Regions from separate parts of the Mus musculus genome. Here region 2 is linked to region 1. A link is a contact called in public Hi-C data. All regions are on one chromosome and are shown on one strand. The core of a region is the stretch at or near the end of the contact, and the rest is flanking DNA. Distances in the headings are between cores, read along the strand shown.

Evidence for each region. Hi-C and Micro-C count contacts between places; a contact is called where the count stands out from the background.
Region 2: a contact with region 1 is called in a Hi-C map of cerebral cortex, with 2.1 times the contacts expected there. The contact joins the enhancer-like site here to the promoter of Pin1 in region 1. A contact is called at or near these places in 2 of 15 datasets of contacts at CTCF or cohesin (embryonic stem cells and pro-B cells), 29 of 484 Hi-C or Micro-C datasets (the N1E-115 cell line, cerebral cortex, cortical neurons and 5 more), 10 of 115 datasets of contacts at active chromatin or transcription factors (the SCID.adh cell line, VIP interneurons, embryonic hindbrain and 3 more) and 3 of 9 other capture datasets (adipose tissue, liver and pancreatic islet).

Annotation. Positions count from the first base shown.
Region 1 is chr9:20,650,052-20,654,840 of GRCm38.p6, reverse strand. Pin1 (protein (peptidyl-prolyl cis/trans isomerase) NIMA-interacting 1) reads right to left here and starts at 2,723. Exons shown (of 4, transcript NM_023371.4): 1 at 2,644-2,723. The coding sequence starts at 2,701.
Region 2 is chr9:20,702,132-20,706,920 of GRCm38.p6, reverse strand. All of the region lies in intron 1 of Olfm2 (olfactomedin 2), which reads left to right. Among named protein-coding and RNA genes, the nearest start is that of Olfm2, 22 kb to the left of the region's middle. Within about 2 kb of position 2,775, at least 33 of the 459 cell types and tissues checked have an H3K27ac peak or open chromatin away from gene starts, as enhancers often do. A contact at or near this core is called in VIP interneurons, cerebral cortex and cortical neurons, where this site is marked.

The DNA of each region.
Region 1 (4,789 bases), core at 1,474-3,973:
CTTGGCACTTGTGAGGTTCTAGATTCAAGTCCCAGGATCACATATCACCAGAAGATAAAAAGTGTAACTGTTCTTACCCAGTGCTCCATTCCAAACAAACCCTAGGCACCACCTCCTCCATCTCTGCTACAGCAGCAGTGTTTGTGTCTTGTGCATAAACAGAGATAGAAACCCAAAGCTGTATTCTCAACCCCTGCACTGGTGGCCTAAGTCAGAGAGCAAGGAAGCAGCATTACTTGGGACCTGCTGTCACCTGAGTGACAGTGAAGAGCATAAAGGAGATGGCAAAGGAAACACCTGAAGGAAAAGTCTGGCTTAGTGAAGCATACCTGTATGCTTAGCATTAGGGAGGCTGAGGCAGGGGGATGGATGTCTGCAGTTTGAAGCCAGTAAAGGTAAGTTTGCAAGACTGCCTCCAAAAAGTGAAAGAGAAAAGAAGAGGAGAGGGGAGGGGTATGGCAGAAGCTGAAGGAAGGACCCAGTAGATTCTGGGTCACTCCAAGGGCTGAGAGTCATTCTGGGTTACACAGCTGATCTAGCAGCAGAGAAGGGCTGAGTGTTACCCATGAAAGGGCGGCTTTCATAGTTCTACTGAGAACAAATGGCAAGAATTGGGACTGGTCCATAGCTAGGCAGACGGGCAGGGGTAGAGGTGTGTGTGTGTGTATAAAAGAGTTTTACTACAGGAGGCTTCACCAGCTGCTTCTATCGGACTGGGGTTCAATTTCCAGTGCCCACCTAGAGGCTCACAACTGCCTGTAATTCTAGTCCTAGGGTGTCTAGCACCCTCTTCAGGCTTCTCTGTGGGTATTGCATGCATATGGAATACACATGCAAGTCTAATGCCCATACATGTATTAAAAAAAAAAAAAAAGTTTATGTAGCCCAGGATAGCCATGAGCTAGACCTCCTGCTTCTGTGTAAGTGCTGGAAATACAGCTGTGTGCCACCACACCCAGCTAGAAACAAGTTTCCGCTAGAAGTCACAACCCCACACTAGGAATAGAGCAGCCTGGACAGCTGGACAGGAGCTAAATCCAACTAAAACCTTCCCAACAGGCCATCTCGGTGAACCTCAGCTTTCTCATCTGCAGAGCCGGGCCAGAGGATAAGGTCATCAGAGCCGGGCATAAAGGCAGAGAACTTTAGTCCCAGTGCTGAGAGGCGAAACAGAAGGACCATGAGCTGGAAGCCGGCTTGGGCTACACAGTAAGACTTTACCTCAGCTAATTAATCTGTGTCATGTAATCCCGGTAGACACCAGAGGTTCAAGGCTATCTCTCTCTCTCTCTCTCTCTCACACACACACACACACACACACAGCCTTAAAAAGGAAAGAAAGAAAATGGTTCAATGGGTAAGTGCCTGCAGCCAAGCCTGAGGATATGAGTTACGCATGGTAGAAGGAAAAAAACTCTTGCAAGTTATTGTCTGCTCTCCACATGCACACACACTAAGTATAGTCTTACTAATAAAGACTGCCTCAATAAATACATTGGGCAAAGTGGTGCATGCCTGTAATTTCAGCACTTGGGGGAGCTGAAGCAGGGGACCAAGAATTCAAGAGTAACCTGTCTTTATGAGGCTCTGTCTAATACCTTTCCACATCCACCCTCGACAAAATGGGGAAAGTGAATGACATTAAACCTAGCTGGGTTAATTCAGAGAGAGCCATAAGCAGTGTCCAGAACCCTGATGCTTAATAACTAAGAATTCTGAGAGAGCTCTGTAGGCTGCAGAGACCCTAGCTCTACCTGAGGTCCTTGTAGGCTACTCTAGGCGTTGCCACTGACACCGAGGAAGGCTATGCTTGGGATCAAAAGAAGTAAAAATAAAAATAAAATTAAAAATCATTGCAATCCAGGGCATTCCTAGTAACTGAAGTGCATTATCAGATGAGTTCTTTCCGTGTCCTGGCCTCAGTTTCTCTCACCTCAAAAATGAGAGCAAGTCTTCTTTTGAAAGAGGGTAGCTACAGAGAGGAGGAGGAGGAGGAGGAGGAGGAGGAGGAGGAGGAGGAGGAGGAGGGAGAGAATAAGCCAAGGAAAAAGAGGGAGGGAGATATGGAGGTGGGGGTGGGGATAGGGGAAGAGGAAGAGAGAGGAGAGGAGAGAAGAGAGGAGGGTAGGGGGGAGAGGGAGAGAGAGAGAGAGTGGGAGAACGTGAGACCACACCGACGTGGACTTATGAAAGAACTTAAAGTCTTTCAAAGAGCTTGGTACCATGCTTGACCCAGAGACGAACTGGCCTGGTTAGAAGCCATCACTGCCGCAGGGTCCCGATGGGGGTTGGGGGGTGGGATGAGCAGGCACGTGTCTCGGATGCTGCGGGAGAACTCAGATCAGGGCGGCCCACGCCCTCTGCACTGAGTCCGGATCTCTTCCTCTCAAGGGAGCCCCGAGGTGCAGCCTCGTCACCTCTGAGCACCGGAGCCCAGCGGTGGGCGAGGACGGGGGCGCGTCTGTGCCTGCCCCACCTCCTACCTCAGTTTCTGGCTTTCCGGGCCCGTTATCCGCGGAGGAGGCCAGATCTCCATGCCCGAATCAGGCCGGTGATGAGACTCGCCTGTCTCGGCAAGCTCCAGCCTAACTTCCGAGAGCTCGCGAGGCCCCGCCCTGGCCCCGGGCGACCCCCAAGAGGTACCTGAGCTGCGACTCATACGCTTCTCCCAGCCTGGTGGCAGCTTCTCCTCGTCCGCCATCTTCCCTCCTGCCGCAGCGCCTGCTCCGCCTCCGCGGCTCTGACCCCGCGCCAGAGCAGCGCCGCTGGTGATTGGCTCGTCCAATAGAAACGCCAATTGGACGGCAACACGGAGCCGCGAGCACGCGAGCTTTTTATTGGACTCCCCCGCGGTCGGACCGCCCCTACACACAGCCTCCCACCTTCCCAACACCACTGCCGATTGGCTCGTCTGGAAGCTACGTCTATTGGGTGCTCCAACCGGGAAAGTGGCTCCCTCTAAGCGTCAAAAGGCTCTCTTGGTTCGCTTAGGCCACAAAATAGAGCTTATTTGACTGGCTCCTGAGGCAGCCAATCCGGCCTTCTTGAGCCTTTCTCGGAGGTCCGCCAACATCCGCGCGGAAGTGGCCAGCAGGAACTAAGATACAAGGTACTTTTGCTGTACTTTGCCGTTGCCATAGCAATGCAGTTGCCTTGGTGACTATGCAGCGCCTAACTATGCAGAGGCTAACTATGTAGAGCCTAAATTTGGCTTTTGAGTTCTCCTTCTTCCCACTGTTTTTTCCCAAATGTCCAAAGCGAAACCAGTCCCGTTTGGTTTTCACAAGGCGAACCATTTCACTGGTCCATTCACCCACTTTCCGTGTCTTTTTTAGAACCTACTTCGACTTATTCCTTCTCCATGGGCTCCTCCTGGCTTCTAGGCAGGTGACTGATGGGTGAGAGCGGTACCACTAGGATGAGGAAAGGGAGTAGGAGGGGGTGGACAGCTCCAACGATCAGTTTTAGTCAATTGGTAGTCTAAGGAAAAGGGTGTGCTAGTGTGTACCTTCAATCCCAGTACTCAGGAGGCAAAGGCAGGCAATTCTCTGAGTTCGAGAACAGCCTGCTCTTCAAAGTGAATTTCAGGACAGACAGGGCTTCACAGGAAACCTTGTTTCAACAAACAAACGAACAAACAAGCAAAAGGAAAAAAAAAATCTGTGTAGAGCTAGAGAGATGGCTCAGTGGTTAAGAGCCCTAGCTACTCTTCCACAAGACCTTTTCAATTCACCAGGCCTGAACGTAGTATGCATTCACACATACATGCAGGCAAAACATTCATATACATTAGAACTTTAAAATGTTACTTTATGCCTAGTGGTGGTGGCAAATGCCTTTAATCCTAGCACTTGGAAGGCAGAGGTAATCAGATCTCCAAGCTCAAGGCCAGGCTGGTGTACAAAGTGAATTCCAGGACAGCCAGAGTTACACAGAGAAACCCTATCTCCAGAATTTTTTTTTTTAAAGTTACTTTACAAAAGATTACATTTATAAGGGATACTGCCAAGAAAACTGTAGTCAAGAGCACAATTTGTGGCAATCTGATCTCTCCTTTCACCATGGGATTCTGGAGGTCAAACTAAAGTTGTCAGGCTTCGTGGCAAGTTACCCGTCTTGCTGGCCCTAGATAATTAATGATTTTCAAAGACACTGATGGGGGAGGGGTTCAATGAGTTCACCAATAGTGAAAACCTCTGTGTGACTTAAAAAAGATGGCACTCAGTGACATGAACTCATGAGAAGGGATTAGAAGCAAGATTCGACTGGGTTTAAAGCCAGGCTCTACCACTTACTGTGAACTGCTTAACCTCAATGATAGAGCCTTACAGTAGCAAAGCATGGGCCCAAGGACAGCACTCAGTGGCTAAGAGCATTTGCTACCAAGCCTGAGGACTTGACACACAAACATCTTTGTGAGTTTGAAGCCAGCCTGGTTTATACAGTGAGTTCCAAGACACCCAGGACTACACAGAAAGACCCAGTCTAAAAAAAAAAAAAAAAAAAGAAAAGAAAAAAAAGAAAGTGAGAATAGCTCAGACCTAGAGTTCAAACCATAATAGCAAAAAATGACATGACAGACTTAATAAGGCTACTTTCTTATCTGAAACCAGTATAGAAGAATATAGACCAGATAAGAAGCCTCACTCTTCCTAGCCAGAAATACTCCATGCACTCACATAGGTTCCCATTAAAAGTGTTTATTTTGCTGGATGTGGTAGCACATGATTTTAACCCCAGCACTGGGGAGGCAGAGACAGATGGATCTACAAAAGGCCAGCCTGGTCTA
Region 2 (4,789 bases), core at 1,526-4,025, 52 kb before region 1:
TGGTTATTCTAGAACTGTGTAGACCAAGCTGGCCTGGAACTCACAGAGGTCCACCTGCCCCTGACTCCTGAGTGCTGGGATTAGACATGTGTTCCACTGTGCCTGGCTAGGCTGGAGCCCCTCTTACATCAACCATCAATCCAGATAGTGCCCCCAGACATTTCCACAGGCAGGTTGAGATCCGTCCAGTGACCTGAGGTTGTGCGAAGCTGGCAGTTAAGTATAGCTAAAACACAAGGCTAACTCACCTCCAAACCAGAAGATGTGTTTCCTGGGGAGATGGATGGGGCCCACGTGTTCTCTCCCTAGCTGTTGACCCATTTCTTATAAACTGTTGAGTGTCTTGATTTCTAAACTGTTTTTGCTGTTGTTTGTTTGTTTTGTGTTTTTGAGACAGGGCCTTACATCAGCCAGTCTATCCTCAAACTCTCTATGTAGCCCAGGCTGGCCTTGAGTGCCATATCCTTCTGCCTCCACCTTCTAAGTGCTGGGGTGACAGTCTGGCTTGGAACCACATTTATACTACAGCATGCAACACCTCTCTCTCTCTCTCTCTCTCTCTCTCTCTCTCTCTCTCTCTCTCTCTCTCTCTCTCTCTCTCTCTCTCTCTCTCTCTCCCCTTGGAGGCAAGAGCATATGGACTCAGGGCCAGACTAGGCTACATAATTTGGATATAAAATGCCCCCCAAAGATTTGTGTGTTAAAGGCTTATTCCCCAGAAGGTGGGGCTACTGAGCGACCATTGGATGGTGAAGGTGCTAATCTCACCCCCAGATGTGTTTATAACTGACTGGGATGTTAGTAGGTGGGGCCTGCATGAGGGATGAGGGCCGTGTTTAGAAGAGGATCTCTTGTGTCCTTTTGATCTTAGTGAACAGCTTTTCTGTGGCCCCCATCCCCACGGCCACGTTTGATCTTAGACTCAAAGCAATGGGCTGAAAGCTCTGAAGCCATGAAGCACATCTTTCCTCCTCTAATTTATTTATTTTTTTTATTGTATGAGTGTGTGTGTGTGTGTTTGTGTGTGTGTGTGTGTGTGTGTGTGTGAGAGAGAGAGAATGTATTGTGTGAGTATGTATTGTGTGTGAGTGTGTGTATGAGTGAGTGTGTGTTGTGTGTGTGAGAGTGTGAATGTGTATATGTGTATGTGAGTATGTGAGTGTGTATTGTATTGTGTGTGAGTGTGTATGAGTATGTGAATGCATGTGTGTGAGTGTGTGTTTGTGAGTATGTGAGTTTGTGTGTGAGCAAGTATGTTTGGTGTGTGAGTGTGTGAATGAGTATGTGAGTGTGAGTGTGTGAATGTGAGTATGTGGCTATGTGTGTGTGAGAATGTGTATGTGTGAGTAAGTATGTGAATGTAAGTGTGTGTGAGTGTGAGTTGTGTGTGGTGTGTGTGTGAGAGTGTGTGAGTGTATGCATTGTGTGAGTGAATTGTGTGAGTGTGTAGATGTGTGTGAGTGTGTTAATGTGTGTATGTGTTGTGTGTGTTCTGACCTCCTTACATGGGCCATGGCACATGCATAGCAGAGGGCATAGGACAACATTAGCTGTTGGTCCTTGCCTTTCACCTTTTTGAGACAGGGTCTCCATTTTGTTGCTCACCATGTATGTCAGGCTGGACGGGATTCTCCTGCCTCTACCTCCCATCTCGCTGTAGAAGCACTGGGATTACAGTTGTACACCACTGTGTCCAGCTTTATGTAGGCTCTGGAGATTTGAACTCGGGTCTTTATGCTTGCATGTCGCGCACTTTACCACTGAACATCGCAGCCCAACTCATCAGCTTTTGAAGTTTTCTTCTACAGCTCACTGATACATGCACACCATTGGCTGAAGGAAATCACATGGCCACTGTTGGGAAGCATATCCTACCAAGCATCCAAGAAAAAAACGATTTGAATATATTTTGAAAATGGTACATTTATTTATGTGGGAGGCAAGCATACCATTGTGTGCATGTGGAAGGCAGAAGACAGTCTGTAGGAGTCAGTTCTCTCCTTCCTCCATGTGGTTCCTGGGAAGACACTCAGGTCATCCTGCTTGGCAGCAAGCACCTTTACCCACTGAGCCATCTCACTGGCCTAGGACTGGAATATTTTCCAAAAATTTGGTGTCTCTCTTACACATGCACAATGTTACACACATACATGCACACACCCATACGTATGCTTTATTTCTTCAGTCTTTATTTATTCTGTTTTTGCACACACACATGTGTGCATGTATGCATGCACGGCCAGGCCCATGTAAGGAAGTCAGGGAACAACTCAGGGGAGTCAGTTCTCTTCTTCCACCCTGTAAATCCGAAGAACTGAACTCTGCTTGTAGGGCTTGGCCATAGCACCATTTTCCCTCTTGAGCCCTGTTGCTGGGCCCCCTTCCCAGTCTTATCACCCCTTTCTTTCCAACAATGGGATGGAGCTGGGAGTCACAGATACCTTCTTGTGTGGACTCCCTGCTCGTCTGTAGCTAGGGATCCTAGGGCACTAAGATTCCCACCCAGAGCTTCAGCTAGAGCTGAGAAAACCGGGTGGACACCTTCTCTGCCCCAGAGTGGGCGGTATTTTTCCACAGTCACCAGGGAAGAATAAAAGCAGACTCTGGAAGAACTCCATCCTGGCGGCCAGCCTTCTCCATCTCGCCAGCTGTGGCTTGGAAGGAAACCCTGGAGGCGAGAAGACAAACCCAAAGGGACCCCCGTCCTCCCAAGCTCACCCGCCTGGTGCCACCAGGGACCCTCTCCTTGCCCTCGATCGGCCAGCCCCCCTTCCTCCCAACTACTCAGATATTCCAAGGCAGGAAACTCATGAATATTTATAAGGGCCTGGCAGTGAGGGAGATAAAAAAAAAACATTTGAAATTTATGAAGCTGGGTCTATCTATAAATAACAGGCCATGGCTGGTGGGGTACCTCCCTCACCCACTGAGGGCTTTGAGTTCAGTACCAGATCTAGAGGAGTCTCCCAGAGCTGTCCCTCTATGAACACATGTGTGCACAAACATACAGAGCTTCACTGTGAATACACAGTCCTGTATGCATGTATGTGTGATGTATGCAAGTGTGTGTATGAGTGCACACATCCATGTACACACAGAAGCCAGAGAACAGAGTTCTCTATTTCACTCCTTGAGACAAGGTCTTTCACTGAAACTGGAGCTAGACTGGGGCAGCATCCCCCCCATACCACACACACACACACACACACACACACACACACACAGATCCTCTGGTCTCTGCCTCCCACAGTGCTGGGGTAACAGGAACCCGTGCTCAGGACTAGAGCTCAGGTCCTTGTGCTTGCACAACAAAAGCCCTTATCTTGATTCCTCTCCTGACCCTGGGACATACAATCTAGCATTCTTCTGTTCATAACACACACATGTTCACACCTGGGTGAATAAAGAGACATGCATCACACCCACCAGGGGCTGCCTCCCTTGCAAATGCTCATGCAAACACCCAGCTGTTCAGCGTGGACCAGAACCTGCCTAAGCTATCTTATTCTCTGTTCACACTTGGCCAAAGGCAGCCACTCACACTTACACACTGGCACAAACTGTAGAAAGGCCACACCTCAGCTCATGAGCCCCTTCCTGACCCATGACCGAAACCCAGAGTCCCTTTTCTGGGCCTCAGTTTTCCCATCTGAATAAGGGACATGCTGAGAATCTTGTCTTTTGTAAGTGATGTTTGGAGTGTGAGTGTGAGTGTGTGTGTGTGTATGTGTGTGTGTGTGTAAAACAAGAGATTGAAAACCAGAACCTCATGCCTGTTAAGTAAACATTCTATGGCCCAGCTACTCTACAGCCTATATATTATTTTTTGAAATCTGCTCAGTAGAGGCCTGAGCCATGGCTCAGTTGTATAGCCCCTGCCTAGAATCTCCTGGAGGCTAGTGGTGTGGTTTAGTGGTAAAGCTCTGGTTTAGTTTGCTCAACATCCTGACATTCATCTCCAGCACTAAAACCAACCAAAAGACAGTCATGGTGGCATACACCTATACTCTCAAGAGGAGCAGATGTTCAAGGTTAGTCTTAGCTTCATGGAAGTCAGCTTGAGTTTCATGAGATCCTGTTCCCAAAAATAAATGAATGAAATTAAGTCCATGGTTGGAGACAGGGCTGACTTGGGAAAGTGCTTTCTGTGAAAGTCTGTGGCTGTGAGTCTGATCCACAGAACCCACATAAAAAAGCCCGATGTCATAGTGCATTCCTTGGACTAGCACCAGGGAGCCAGAGACAAAGGGATACCTATGGCTGGTTGGCCAGCCTAGTTCAATCACTGAGCTCCAGGCTCAGTGAGAAACCCTGCCTCAAAACACACACACAGACACAGATACAGACACATATATACACAGAGAGAGACACACACGCATATATGTGCATATGTATGTATGTGCGTATATATACATGTGTGTGTATGTGAGTGTGTGTGTGTGTGTGTGTGTGTGTGTGTGTGTGTGAGTGTGTGTGTGAAGCAATTGAGAAAGACCTCTCTCCTCCCTCACGTGTGTGTGTGTGTGGGTACTTTAGAACACAAACTGCATTACAGAGTCCTCCCTCTAGATGATTGTGGGTGGGCATTCACACTAGCCATCAGTCACCTGCTGCCTGTGGAGCTGAGGGTGTCTTCCAGTCTTCTCCAGGCTGTGAGGCCAGGAATATGGAGGTCACAGCTGTATGGTAAGCACATCTCATCAGCATGAGCTTCAGGCAGAAAATAGCTCCTATACTCCCTGAGCCTTACCAGTGAGGGTTACAGGGCCACTAAGCATTTATGCACCTC